Linked DNA regions of Sus scrofa: all the other regions are linked to region 1. The links are chromatin contacts, called in public promoter capture Hi-C and targeted proximity ligation maps. All regions are on one chromosome and are shown on one strand. The core of a region is the stretch at or near the end of the contact, and the rest is flanking DNA. Distances in the headings are between cores, read along the strand shown. Region 1 holds the start of CCDC142 (coiled-coil domain-containing protein 142). Region 2 holds the start of DCTN1 (dynactin subunit 1). Region 3 overlaps M1AP (meiosis 1 arrest protein). Region 4 overlaps M1AP (meiosis 1 arrest protein).

Region 1 (3,336 bases), core at 579-3,078:
AATCTCTTAATTCACTGCCTGGCCACACATGATCTGGCCACCCAATCCCTTCATCTCCTCCAGCTGCAGTGGTCTCCTTTGAAGTTCCTGCAGTGCACCAAGTGTGCGCCCTTTTCAGGGTTTTGGTACTTGTTACTTCCTCTGCCTGGAATGCTCTTTCCCCACTAAATGGCTCATTCCTTCATCGTCTTCAGATCTCTGCCTAAACCTTCTGAAGAAGGCCTTCTCTGGCCACTCCCTTTAAAAAGCAAAACCTCTTGGGAGTTCCTGCCGTGACGCAATGGAATCAGCAGCATCTTGGAAGCACTGGGATGCAGGTTTGATCCCAGGCCCAGCACAGTGGGTTAAGGACCCAGCTTGCCGAAGCTGCGGCTTAGGCTGCAACTGTGGCTCAGATCTGATCCCTAGCCCAGGAAATCCGTATGCCATGGAGCAGCCAAAAAAAAGAAAAAAAAAAAAAAAAAAGAGAAAAAGAAAAGAAAAGAAAAACCTCTCAATTCCTCTCAGGGCTTCCTATCCTCTTGCTTGGTTTTGCTTGGCATTTCTCATATCAGTATACTGTGGTGTTTATTTGTTGACCAGTTACCCTCACTAGACACTTCTAATTCTCTGAATAGAAGGATTTTTGTCTGTTTGGCTTACTGTTTTCCTCCCAGTGCCTAAAACAGCTTTCAGCACATAGCTGATGCTCAACACGTGTATGTATGCTGAATGAGCAAAGGCAAAGATATGGGTGAGGAAGCTGTTGTATCAGAGATGCAGCCAGGAGCTGTGCTTGAAGAACATGTGTACCTGTGTGATCTAGTGAGTTTGGACTTTGCCCTGTTAGTGAGAGAAGTGGATCTGATCTAAGGAGTAAAATGCTCCAATGAAACAGTACCGGGGAAAGAGATGAGTCTAGGCATGAAATATTTAGTTAGCAGGCCGTTTAGAACTGTTCAGGCCAGAAAAAGTGAGTTACTGAACTGAGGCAGTAGCAGCAGAAGGAGAAATGAACATAATGGGTTTGATTCAATAGATTTCAGAAGTAGATTTTAGTGACTGACTTCACTGGTAAGGTAATGGAAGAATGATTTTCAGATTTCAGGATTAAGCAACTGGATGGAAGTTTGTGTTATTAACCAAGATTAAGATGAGAGGGAAAGCAACTAATGTGCAAAGATGATGAATTACCTTCTGGGCTTGCTGAGTTTGGTTTCAGAAACAACCAGGAAGCAGAAGGAAGTATAGCTTCTCAGCGCTCCCAAATCTGATCCTGTCCCTCCCTCAAGAATCCAGCCCCTGCTTGAGGACATCCAAACCAGAGTACCAGACAAGCCAAATGCTGCCTTCTTTCTCACCTCATCTCTTAGGGTTCCAACCAAAGCCATAACTAAAGTCAAACTTCAGTGAAGTTCTCTTACCTTTTCCTTGCCTTAGTCTCTTTGCTCACACTGCCCCCTCTGTTCTTAATATCTTTCCCCAAGTAATTACTACCCACTCCCACTCAACTTACAGACCCTCTTCTGCCCGACCCTGCCCATTTTAAGCATTTATCAACGCTGAGTCGCCCCTGGTTCCCCGCCCCTCCTCTTGCATACTGCTGCTTGACCTTGTTCCCACCGTTACGCCTCTCCAAAGTCCCGGGGCTAGTAGCCCTTCGGGGCGCCGGGGTGGGGCTCAGCTCGGAAGGTAGAATAGAGGCGTGATCGTGATGATTAGGGCTGGGTGGTGGTGGTGGCGGCGGTGGGGAGCTAGGAATCCTTTTTACCTCGTCGCCGTAGTCTTCAGGACCGAATTCTTTGCAGAGTTTGGGGACATCAGCGACCCCTAGCGGACAGCCAGGCCGCAGAGGACAGTCTATAGGAAAGGAAGGCGGCGGCGCGTTAGGGGGCCTCCGGGTAGGTGGGCCCAAGCCCTTTGCCTACCGCGTGAAGCACAAAATCGTAACTGAAAATAGATCCAACTAGGGCTGCCCCAGCCCTCCTGGACCCCCTCTCATCTGGTCTCACCCGCTTACCTAGCTTGGTCAGCCCCACAGTCTTCGGAATCGGCGCCATCGCCCGTCAACAGTGACCCGAAAGTGAAAGATAGTCTGGTATTTGACACCCTCCGAAGGGCGGAGTAGGACGGGGTGGGCGGCCATCTTTGTTGGGGGCAGAAGCCTCCGATTACGGAGCGCGAGAGAGTCCATTACGGTCCCGGCGGCTGCCGGGCCAGGGATGACGGCTCTGGGGACCGGGCGGAGCCGCGGCTGCCGCGGGCGTTGGGTAATGAGGGAAGGTGGGAATCGTTCGGTTCGTTCCGGACACGGCGTCTCATGGCCCAGGCGTCTCGAGCTGGTGGCCTTCTGCCTCCGCTAGCTAACGTGCCACCGTTGGGGGCGCAGTCTCGGGGCGTTGGGGAGGAGCAGTGGCAGAAAAAGCGGGCGGGAGTTCTCCGCGGGGACGTTTGTGGCTGGCCCGAGTTGCCCGTTGCCGGGAGCATCCCCTGCCTAGACCCACGACCCACCGTAGCTCCGGGAGGGCAGCCGTGGTGGGCAGCGCCAACGCGGGAGGACGCAGGAGAGCACAGCGATGCTGGCGCCGCGGACTGGGGGCAGGAGCTGGCAGCTGGCGTCCCGATCCCTCCTGCGCTGCAGCGTCGCCGGGCGGTGTTGCTGCGGCTGCACCGCGAGCGGGAACAGCTCCTCCAAGCCCGGGACTGCGCCCGCCACCTACAGGCTGCCGTGCGCCTCCTGAGGATCCTGAGTCCCGGCGCTCCATCCCCTGGCCCCGGTCGCTTGCCTCAGCTGTGCCGGGACGTGTTGCCGCACCCTTCTGGAGGGGCTGTCCTGAGAAGCAGCCTTCGGGAGACCCCCGCGTCGCAACTCCTGGCGCGCCTCGTCGGACTAGCAGCCCAGCGCCTGGATGCTACCATCGAGATGCAGCTTCGGGCTCTGGGCCGGGCGCCTGCCAGCCGAGGCTTATCGTCCCAACTCGCCGACCTGCTGCTGGCACTTCCCGCCTACCACCACCTGCAGGGAAAAGCCTTGAGCCACGTTCCCGGGGCAGCGCGCCCTTTCCCCCCCGCCCGTGTGCTCCGCCTCCTGACGGGGGAACGGGGTTGCCAGGTGGCAGGATGGCTAGATGAGGCGCTCAAGGGATCTGGCTTGGAGGACCAGCTCCGGAGGCGGTGCCATGAGGAGCGGGAGCTGCTGCCAGGTCTACTGGGCCTGATGGGGGGCGTGGCAGGCTCAGCCAGCAGTGGACTGGGGCTTGGAGGGGCTGGAGCCCTGTGGAGCCAGTACTGGACTTTTCTGTGGGCAGCCTGTGCTCAGAGTCTGGACCTATGTCTAGGACCCTGGAGGGACCCCAG
Region 2 (3,465 bases), core at 817-3,316, 79 kb after region 1:
TTCTCTCCCCTGTATCTGTCCTCTCCCATGCCTGGCTTTGTCACCCTTGATTTGCTCGCTGCCTTTATCCAATTACCTCTCCAAGTCTCTCAGCCTGAAATCCACCTCCTCCCTCTGGAAAACAAAATTTGTTTATTCAAAGGGTGGTGTTTCCCTCTCGGTTACTTCCCGTGTTCCAGAGTGCCTAGGAGTCCACCCAAAAGTGAACAGATGTTCTCTTCTGTTCAGCATCACAGGTTGGGAGGAAATTTTGGGGTCCTTGGGGTCCTGTTCAGGTTCCCCATCAGAAGGGGCCTCAGGTTAGCACCTATGAAAAAATACATAAGACAAAGACAATATTAATTTTCTTTGAAGACCACTCAGACTAATTCAGTATAAAAGAAACATCGTGTTTCCTGTTTGCACATCCTGTCCTTTAGAGTCAGTGGGACCCTTTTCATGTGTCTTTCCTGTATCACTACCCGGATTCTACCCAAGTTTCATCCTCACTTGAAAGCTCAGCATATTCATTAATTCATTAAAGGTTGTTAAAGCACTCAGAGGGATGGCTCCAGCTCAAATTGAAAATATATGTTACAAAAGTTTCAAGGCAGATCAATATGTACTAATATAGACAGTCTCCAAGATGTATTGTCCAGTGGAGATAAAAACAAATTCAGCACAGGGGAATTATATTCAATAGGTTGTAATAACCTATAATGGAAAGGAATCTGAAAATTTATTTATCTATATATAGATATATCGAATGTATATATATCTAGATATATCTATATAGAGATAGAGATGTATTGATGTATATCTATATGTCTGAATCACTTTGCTGTATACCAGAAACTAACATAACATTGTAAAGCAACTATATGTCAATTGAACAAACAAGATTTGGAACAGTGTGTATAGAAAGCTGCTCTTTGCATCTAAAATGCTTAAGTTTTTAGAGACTGACTTTGGAACTGCAAACAAAAATCAGATAGCTTTGGGTAGGGATCTTGGGAATAGGATGAATGGGACATGTATTTATGTTTTTAAAAATGTGCTTATTTGTGATAGCCAAAAGCTAGAAGCAACCCAAATGGTCATTGATGGGTGAATGGATAAATAAAATGGTATATTGGTATAAATAAAACATATATATTGGATAAAGAAAACATAGTACTTCAACATGAATTAATTTTGAAGATATAAGCCAGACACAAAAGGACAAATATTGCATGATTTTATTATTATTTTTTTTTTTGGCTGTGCTCACATGACAAAATCCCTGAGCCAGTGATGGAACCCATGCCACAGCAGCAATGCAAAGCCTCTGCAGTGACAATGCCAATCCTTAATGAGCCAGAGAGAAGTGTATGATTCTATTTATATGAGGTACTTATAATAGTCAAATTCGTAGAGACAGAAAGTAGAATGCTTGTTACTGGGGCCTAGGGTTAGGGGAGAAAAGAGAGTTAGTGTTTAATGGATACCGAGTTTCAGTTTGGAAAGATGAGAAAATTCTGGAGATGGATAATGGCGATCGATGGCTGCACGATAATGTAAATGTGCTTAGTGCCCTGAACTGTACACTTAAAATGTAAATTTTATGTTACGGATATTAGCACAATTAACAAAATATATGTATACAGTGAATTTAAAAGCCTTCAAATTTATTTATTTATTTGTTGGCTAGGGCATGTAGAAGTTCCTGGGTCAGGGATGGAACCACCCAGGCCACTGCAGTGACAGCGCTGGATACTTAACCCACTGCACCACAAGGGAACTCCTCAGGTTGTTTTTCAATCTGAGATTAACTGAGATAAACATACATTACACTAGTTAAAATTCAGACTCTATACATGGATTCACAATCTTCCTAATGTAGATTCTATCATTAACATTCTCATTTTATGAAAGAGGAAACAGAGGCTGGGAGGGGTTAAGTAACTAAGCCAAAAATCTCCCGTAGTCAGTAAACCGAAATGGAACCCATTGTCTAGTAAATTCCGGCTCTCCCAACATCCTTGTGCAGACATCTTGGAACACTTGTTCTAGGTTTTTTGTTTTTGTTTTTGTTTTTTTTCCCCCATTGTTAGAAACAGGTGCAGTGGGCCAAAGAATTTGTACCTTTTTTTTTTTTTTCAAGGGGCGCACCCGCGGCAAATTGAAGTTCCCAGGCTAGAGGTCCAACTGGAGCTGTAACAGACAGCCCACGCACGCCACAGCCCAGCCGCAGGAACACAGGATCCGAGCCCCTGCTGCTACCCACACCACAGCTCAGGGCAGTGAGGGATCCCCAACCCACTGAGCGAGGCCAGGGATCCAGCCCTCATCCTCAAGGCTACTAGTCAGGTTTGTTACCGCGGAGCCACCAAGGGAACTCCCGAGGACTTTATACTTTCTAACGTTTTCTTTCTTTAAATTAAAAAAAAAAAGCCAAAATTCTATTATGTACATTTGCATTATTTTATATTTTCATCATAAGGTCTTAGAATGCCTGAATCCCCATATGATGGATAATACTGAACAACAGCAAAATTTATTCTCTCCCGCAACTACTTGGCGAAATACGGTTTATCGATACTGTTTTCGTTAGCGGCTTCGCACTCAAGAGAGCAGCGACCCTCTGGGGAACACACATGCTCAACGCAAAGGAGTCCTTTGCCTCCCCTCTGCCGGGAGAGGGCGCTGGCCGCCGCTGGCCTCTCTCCTGTGGTCCTAATCGCCTTCCCACGCGCAGTGCGCACGCGCCTATTTCTCTCCAGGTGTCCAGCTTTGTGCCTGATCGAAGTCTCCTCGGCCGCGCTCAGCGCGCTGTTTTTAAATGCGGGTGGTCTTCGGGGAAGAGTAACGTGTTCCCCCGACCCAGAACGCCTCAGGGCCTCAGCGGCGAGGGGGACTGGGGTGCGCCCGCAGGGATCGGGCGGCGCTGCGGGCAGCCGATGCGGGATAGGCGGGCCCAGCTAGGGCTTGGGCGTCGGTCGCCGGTGGGGCCCGGAGCCGGGCGCGGAGCCCCTGACAGGACAGGTACGGAGGCGGCGACCCTGGGAACCGCCTCCTCCCCCACGGTGTTGGCGAGGCTCTTGGCGGTGCTCTGGGGCCTCGGCGCTCGCCTAGGGCACAGTCGGGAGCCCAGTGTGCGGGGCGGGGGACGGCGGGGGTGGGCCGGGGCCGGGGGTGGGGTGGGTGCTCACTCGGGTTTGGGCCGGTCCGACCCACCTGAGCTCTTCAGCCTGGCGGTATTCTCCCGGGGTCCGAGTGATTGCGCCTCCGAATTCCTCCAGAACTGTAAGGGTTCACCTCCTTTCCTGGGAGCGCCCGAGGCACCCCTGAACCCATTCGGAGCTACAGGTTTCCTGAGGGGCACACGGTTGAGAAGTTGTGTTAAACAGAAAGAAAAAAAAAAAAAATAGAGGCCCCAAGCATGGGGGTCTGGACATGCGTTTGGTGTGTCTGTGTCTCTCATTTCTGGGGCCCGCCCTAACTGGC
Region 3 (3,200 bases), core at 409-2,908, 100 kb before region 1:
TTATATGTGTTAAAGTGTTAAATTCTCCCCTTTTCTTTTTTGGTCTTTTTATGTTTTCAAGGCTGCTCCCACAGCATATGGAGGTTCCCAGGCTGGGGGTCAAATTGGAGCTGTGGCCACCAGCCTACACCACAGCCACAGCAACTTGGGAATTGAGCCATGTCTGTGACCTACGTCGCAGCTCACTGCAACGGCAGATCCTTGACCCACTGAGCGAGGCCAGGGATAGAACCCACGTCCTCATGGTTCCTAGTGGGATTGGTTTCTGCTGCGCCACGACGGAAACTCCAAATTCTCCCATTTTAAACATATTCCAATTGTGTAACCCTGTTTCAGGGTTGACTTCTGAGAAGGATTGCTTAGGCATTACTTTATTTTCAATCATGCGGCTTTCTTAGTCTTTCCCATTACTGCGGCCCTTCCAGAAAAGCCTAAAAAAGAGCTCAATGGTGAATGTCACTGCTTGTGGCCACAAGGGGGCAGAGTAGGTCCAAAAACAGAATGGGAATGCTGGCTGCCCCTAAACTGCAATGGACCAAGCCCTTTCTCATTTGTCATAAACACCCAGACACTCAGAGCTGTGCCTTCACTCCCATAACCTTTCTCATTCATAACCTCAGTGTGACCAGTCTCACTGACTGCCCTGCTCACCAGTCAGCATGGAAGCTCTTCTTCAACCCCCGAGGAGTGAGAAGTCTCCTCCCCATGCCTCAGGTCTGGCACATTTAGTTAAATTTGTGAGGAACACAGTACGGAGTTGGTATTATGCATGTTGTGATAGGAAGAAAGTCACCAAGACAAGTGATGGGGGGGAAAAAAAGAGTTTGAAAAAAGGAAAGCACATTCTTTTCTTACAATAGCAAATCACTTTGTTGACGAGAGAAAAGGAAGAAAATACCATTTTTTGTTGGGCCTACTGATTACACAGGTATCATCTTACTTTTTTTGCTTTTTTCTTTTCTTTTTTTTTTTTTTTTTTTTTTTTTTTTTTTTTGCTTTTTAGGGCCACAGCCATGGCATATGGAAGTTCCCAGGCTAGGGATCAAAGCAGAGCTACAGTTGCCAGCCTACACCACAGCTACAGCAACATGGGATCTGAGCCAGGTCTGCCACCTACACCACAGTTCTCGGCAACACTGGATCCTTAACCCACTGAGCGAGACCAGGGATCAAAGCCCCATCCTCATGGATCCTAGTCGGGTTCGTTAACCACTGAGCTGCAAAGAAAACTCCTAACTTCTTATGCCTCCTATAACTATGAAATATTTTATACTATCCCCACTTTTCCCAAAGTCACATAGCTAACAGCTTTCAAGCTGCGATTCAAACCCTGGGTCTTTCTGCTATATTCCACCACCTTTCATAAACTAAGGAAAAGAAAACCCTTTAGAAGAAACAAAGTAACAAGTAAATTAATATTGCCCAAATGGAGCCCACAGATATCCAGGGGGTGCTGGTTACAGCCAAATAGGATATAAATAAATAAGCATAACTTCCTGGACAAAGTTAGTTCTGAGTTGAATTCTGGAGGAGGTGCAGGCCGTAGATTGACAAGAGTAATAAAAGCATTAAGGAAGGAAGGAAGTCACGTGGCAAGGAGACCAACTTAGTTGAAACAGAAGAGTTTCAGGAAAAAGCAATGAGAGCTGAGGAGGAGGGAGCAGTTGTTAAACTCAGCAGGCATTTGCTAAGCCTCAGCTCTGCACAAGCTACTGAGCGGGGGGCTGGGGATGTAGCGTCTCAGCAGGAAGAGAAGAGGAGGGTGTCTGAGCCATCACAGAATACAGGAAGAATGGGGGTATCTGAGGAATAATGAATAGTAACAAGTGGTACAGGATGAGTAAAGGGAGTAAAGAAGCTGACAGCAGGAAGGCACTATGTGCTCTTTAGCAAAGGAAGGATCTGAAGAAACCATGCTTTAGAAACATTAGCTGGTAGTAAGAAGTACCAGAGAGGAAGGGATGGAGTTTGATGAAATAGCTGAGACGCTACTGCCGTGATCCAGGCACAAGGAAATGAATGCCTGGACCAGTGACAGAGAAAATGGAAAAGAAGTTCTCCCTTCAAAGTGTTCCAGTTTAGGAGTTCCTATCGTGGCCCAGCGGAAACGAATCCGACTAGGACCCATGAGGTTGCGGGTTCCATCCCTGGCCTCACTCAGTGGGTTAAGGATCCGGTGTTGCCATGAGCTGTGGGGTAGACGGAAGATGCGGCTCAGATCTGGCACTGCTGTGGCTGTGGTGTAGGCTGGCAGCTGTAGCAGCTCCGACTCGACCCCTAGTCTGGGAACCTCAATATGCTGCGGGTGAAGCCCTAAAAAACAAACAAACAAAAAAAAAAAAGTGTTTCAGTTTACACACTAGTCTTTAGCTTGGGTAATGTGACTGTCCTTGAGAAGGTCCCTGCAAAAACAGATGACTCAAATCTGAAGCACAACACCTCTACGGCGATTGCTTGAGAACTTTTGCAAAGGAAGGAGCTCTGCTCCATGGCTCTCCCAAGAACCTGTAGATTAAGAAGTTGGAAAGAACACTATATACAAAAATAAACTCCAAATGGATTAAAGACTTAAGTGTAAGACCCGAAACCATAAAACTTCTAGGAGAAAAACATAGTGCGCTCTTTGACATCAGTTTTAGCAATATTTTTTTTGAATAGGTCTCCTCAGTCAAGGGAAGCAAAAGCAAAAATAAACAAATGAAACTACATCAAACTGAAAAGCTTTTGCACAGTGAAGGAAACTGTCAAAATGAAAAGGCAGGCTACTGAACAGGAGAAGATATTTGCAAGTGATTTTCAGACGATATATCTGAAAGGGGGGTAATATCCAAAATAGCCAAAGGACCTATACAAGGACCTATATTAAAAAAATAAAAAAAAGAAACCATTAAAAATAGGCAGAGGGCCTAAATAGACGTTTTTCCGAAGAAACATACAAAGAGTCAACATATGAAAAGAGGCTCTCATCTTTAACATCACTGATCATCTGGGAAATGCGAATCAAAACCACGATCACTTCACACCTGTCAGAAAGGCTACTATCAAAAGGACCACTCATAAGTGTCAGCAAGGATGTGGAGAAAAGGAAACCCTTGGGCTCTGTTGCTGGGATGTAAATTGCTGCAGCCACAATGGAGAACAATATGGAAGTTCCTCAAAAAAATTAAAAATTAGAGCTATCACATGATCTAGCAACTCTA
Region 4 (3,238 bases), core at 112-2,611, 81 kb before region 1:
GATAGGCAAGGCTCTTGATATCCCATTCTCCCAGTCTCTCCTGAAAGATATGTGCCATCCACACAGTCCCATAAATTTCACTTTTAAGTCAATCCAGATCACAAGAGAGCCCTGTGTTTTAACTGCATTTTTCAGAGCTTTTAGAGACTTATATCTAAGAATTATTATTTTTAATTTAACAAAAGTTAATAAACATTATCTAATAATGACTAAATTAAAAAAAAATAGGAGTTCCCTTCATGGCTCTGCAGTTAACGAACCTGACTAGGATTTATGAGGTTGCAGGTTCGATCCCTGGCCTCGCTCAGTGGGTTAAGGTTCTGGCATTGCCAGAGCTGTGGTGTAGGTCACACACGCAGCTCGAATCCCACGTTGCTGTGGCTGTGGCTGGCAGCTACAGCTCCAATTTAACCCCTAGCCTGGAAATTTCCATATGCCATGGGTGCAACCCTTAAAAAAAAACAAAAAGCACTTCCTGGTGCTTACTGTGTTCCTGAAACAGTTCTAAACATTCCACTAATATTAATTTATATTATTTCCATAACCATCCCATGAGGTGAGAATTGTTATCCCTGTTTTACAGATGAGGAAAATGAGGCCCAGAGAAGTTAAGATCTTTCCCAGGATCACACAGTGATAGTAGAGTCAATATTTAACCCACAAAGTTTGACTCTAGGAGCAACTCTTAACCACTCTATAGCCATATGAAATTCCCAGTCGTATTGATTGTCCCAGGGGCTGGGACAGCAGGATAGCACAGTTCTCTGACATACATTCACTGATCAATAAAGATCCACAAGATAGCTTTTCCCAGACTTTATATCTGGAAAAGTTCTGGGGCTCCAGTGACTGTATCGCATTTTTATGATCTCATCTAATCCTGGCTCTATTATTGCCCTGCCCTTATTTTTCCTTTGCCCAATCCCTCTAGCTGTTTATTTCATACATTTTTTGTTGTCGCCTTTTTCTAAACTTGGATAACTACTTCGTGGAATGTGGCAGGGAATCATATTTTTTTCCAAGTATTTATTAGATGAATTTATTCATCACCAGAATAACATTTCAATTACCAAATCCTACTGCAGAGTCCTAGTAATATATCTGGTGACTCATTTTCCACATCCTCATTTCTCTTACAAAGTCATGTCTGTGTGAGCTAGAAAAAGAAATTAAAATACCACCTACATCTTTCAGTTTCCTATTTAAAATGTCAGAGTTTCTGGAGACACATTCCAGAGCTTTACAGGCCATGTCTGCTCTAATTGGCCACAGAAGTGAGAGAACTCAAGCCAAGATGTGTCCAGCAGGAGTCTAGGTACATAGGCAATGCCCTCGTTGGGCTGTAAATGGGTGGGGAAATGGAAAGTCCTTGGTTATACTAGGCGGAGAGTCAACAGCAAGAATCCAAGCTGGGAGTGGGGTGATGGCAGGTCAGGAGCCATTTGAAAAAAAAAAAAAAAAAAAAAGGGATTAGAATGTACTTGGCGTGTACAGCCTGCAGAGGATCCATACAGGGGCTGGGACAACAGGATAGCACAGCATCAGGGGGCTTTTTGTGACCTAGCCTTGTTTGTTTCTCTTGCTGCATCTTTCACCACATCCCTTTTCTATCCTCCACTCTAGCCACGCTAATAAATTACTAAATGTTCTCCAAATACGCTAAACAGTTTCACACCTCCACACCCTTTTTCATGTTGCTCCCTTCCCCTTGCCTCCATCCACCTGACAGATTTTTAAGCTTTTTTTCCAAATTCTGTTTAAATACCTGCCCTATGAAGTCCTTCGTGCCCCTACCACAGCCTGCCCCATTCATCCTTTTTGTCCCTTCCTCACCCATGTACCTATTGCACATCTATTTTGACCTTCACAGAACTGAGAAATGAAATGGTATGACATGCACCTTAGCTCTCTGATGTGAGAAGGGTCACATTATTATATTTTTCTAAATAAAATGTTAAAAATATTAGTCCCCAAGTGCTAGGCTGTTGACCCAGTCAATCTCTTTATGAGTGTCTCTCCCCCTCCTTCCGGTCATACTCAGAATCCTAGGGGGGCTAATGGTCCAGAAAATGTGGGAAGCAACCTCGTGACCTTGAATGCACCTCCAGTACATTGTTAAATAGAAGTGACAAGGGCAGGTATCTTTGTCTTGCTCCTAATGTTAGGGTCAAGGAACCCATTTTTCACCACTATGATGTTAACTGTAGGGTTTTTTTTGTAGAGGTTTTGTTAGCTTGAAGAAATTCTATTCTAATCCTAGTTTGTGGAATGTTTTTATCATGAATTTTATCTTATACTTTTTCTTCATCTACTGAGATGAATATGTAGTTTTGTCATTTATTCTATTAACATGCTGTATGACACTGTTTGATTTTTGGATATTAGGCCAACCTTGTATTCCTAAAATAAATTCCACTTGTAGTGTATAAACCTTTTTATATGTTGTTAGACCTGGTTGGCTGGTATGCTGTTGAGGATTTTTACATCTACACTCATAAGGGATATTGGTCTATCATTTTCTCATGATGTCTTTGTTTTTAGTATCAGGATAATACTGACCTCTTAGATGAGTTGCTAAGTGTTCCATCTTCTGGGTTTTTTTTTTTTTTTTTGGAAGAATTTCTGAAGGATTAATGTTATTTCTTTAAAGGCTTGGTAGAATTCGCCAGTGAAGCCATCTGGGCCTTGACTTTTTGTGTGGAAAATTTTCTGATTACTAATACTTGTTATAGATTGTGCAAAAAAAAAAAAAGTTAATATTGCAGGCCTGAGATTCCTTTCCTTAGAAAGTCCTGCTTGAAAGATTGACCCTTGGCTTGCCTCTGGGAACCTGCATTTAGGGAGTATTCCCACATCCCCTACATAATAAGAGTGCCTCACTGTGCCTAAACTGTACAAAAATATATGCTGACATCTGCTCTCCTTCTGGAAGTCTAAAATTTTGGTATGTGCTAGATACAGGGTGCCTATGTGACCAGCCCCCAAAAATGTTGGGCCCTGAGTCTCTAATGACTTCCCTTGATAGCCAACATTTTACACTCATCACAATTCAATACGAGAAGAGTATTGAATTGTACATTCTGTGTGACTCCATTGGTAGAGGACTCTTAGCAGCTGTACCTGTTTCCTCCGAACTTCATTTCATGAGCCTTTTCCCCATGCTGATTTTCCTTTGTATCCTTTTGCTGTAATAAGTCATGTCTATGAGTATGACTATATGCTAAGTCCTGTGAGTCCT

The links. Promoter capture Hi-C pulls out the DNA fragments that hold promoters and counts their contacts.
Region 2: a targeted proximity ligation map of alveolar macrophages shows a contact between it and region 1. A contact is called at or near these places in 2 of 5 promoter capture datasets (fetal liver and liver), 7 of 47 Hi-C or Micro-C datasets (heart right ventricle, liver, mesenteric adipose tissue and 3 more) and 2 of 2 datasets of targeted methods (alveolar macrophages and skeletal muscle).
Region 3: a contact with region 1 is called in a promoter capture Hi-C map of liver, with 8 times the contacts expected there. A contact is called at or near these places in 3 of 5 promoter capture datasets (fetal liver, fetal skeletal muscle and liver), 20 of 47 Hi-C or Micro-C datasets (adipose tissue, alveolar macrophages, brain and 10 more) and 2 of 2 datasets of targeted methods (alveolar macrophages and skeletal muscle).
Region 4: a targeted proximity ligation map of alveolar macrophages shows a contact between it and region 1. A contact is called at or near these places in 4 of 47 Hi-C or Micro-C datasets (epiblast stem cells, heart right ventricle, liver and 1 more) and 2 of 2 datasets of targeted methods (alveolar macrophages and skeletal muscle).

What each region holds. Positions count from the first base shown.
Region 1 is chr3:68,561,645-68,564,980 of Sscrofa11.1, forward strand. It overlaps CCDC142 (coiled-coil domain-containing protein 142), which reads left to right and starts at 1,829. Exons shown (of 11, transcript XM_021087333.1): 1 at 1,829-3,336. The coding sequence starts at 2,300. It overlaps TTC31 (tetratricopeptide repeat protein 31), which reads right to left. Exons shown (of 13, transcript XM_021087337.1): 3 at 2,000-2,995. The coding sequence starts at 2,039.
Region 2 is chr3:68,640,496-68,643,960 of Sscrofa11.1, forward strand. DCTN1 (dynactin subunit 1) reads left to right here and starts at 2,067. Exons shown (of 28, transcript XM_021087359.1): 1 at 2,067-3,003. It overlaps LOC100737572 (a long non-coding RNA gene), which reads right to left. Exons shown (of 3, transcript XR_135162.4): 2 at 3,196-3,332; 3 at 1-307.
Region 3 is chr3:68,458,448-68,461,647 of Sscrofa11.1, forward strand. All of the region lies in intron 4 of M1AP (meiosis 1 arrest protein), which reads left to right. Among named protein-coding and RNA genes, the nearest start is that of DOK1, 37 kb to the right of the region's middle.
Region 4 is chr3:68,481,395-68,484,632 of Sscrofa11.1, forward strand. All of the region lies in intron 7 of M1AP (meiosis 1 arrest protein), which reads left to right. Among named protein-coding and RNA genes, the nearest start is that of DOK1, 14 kb to the right of the region's middle.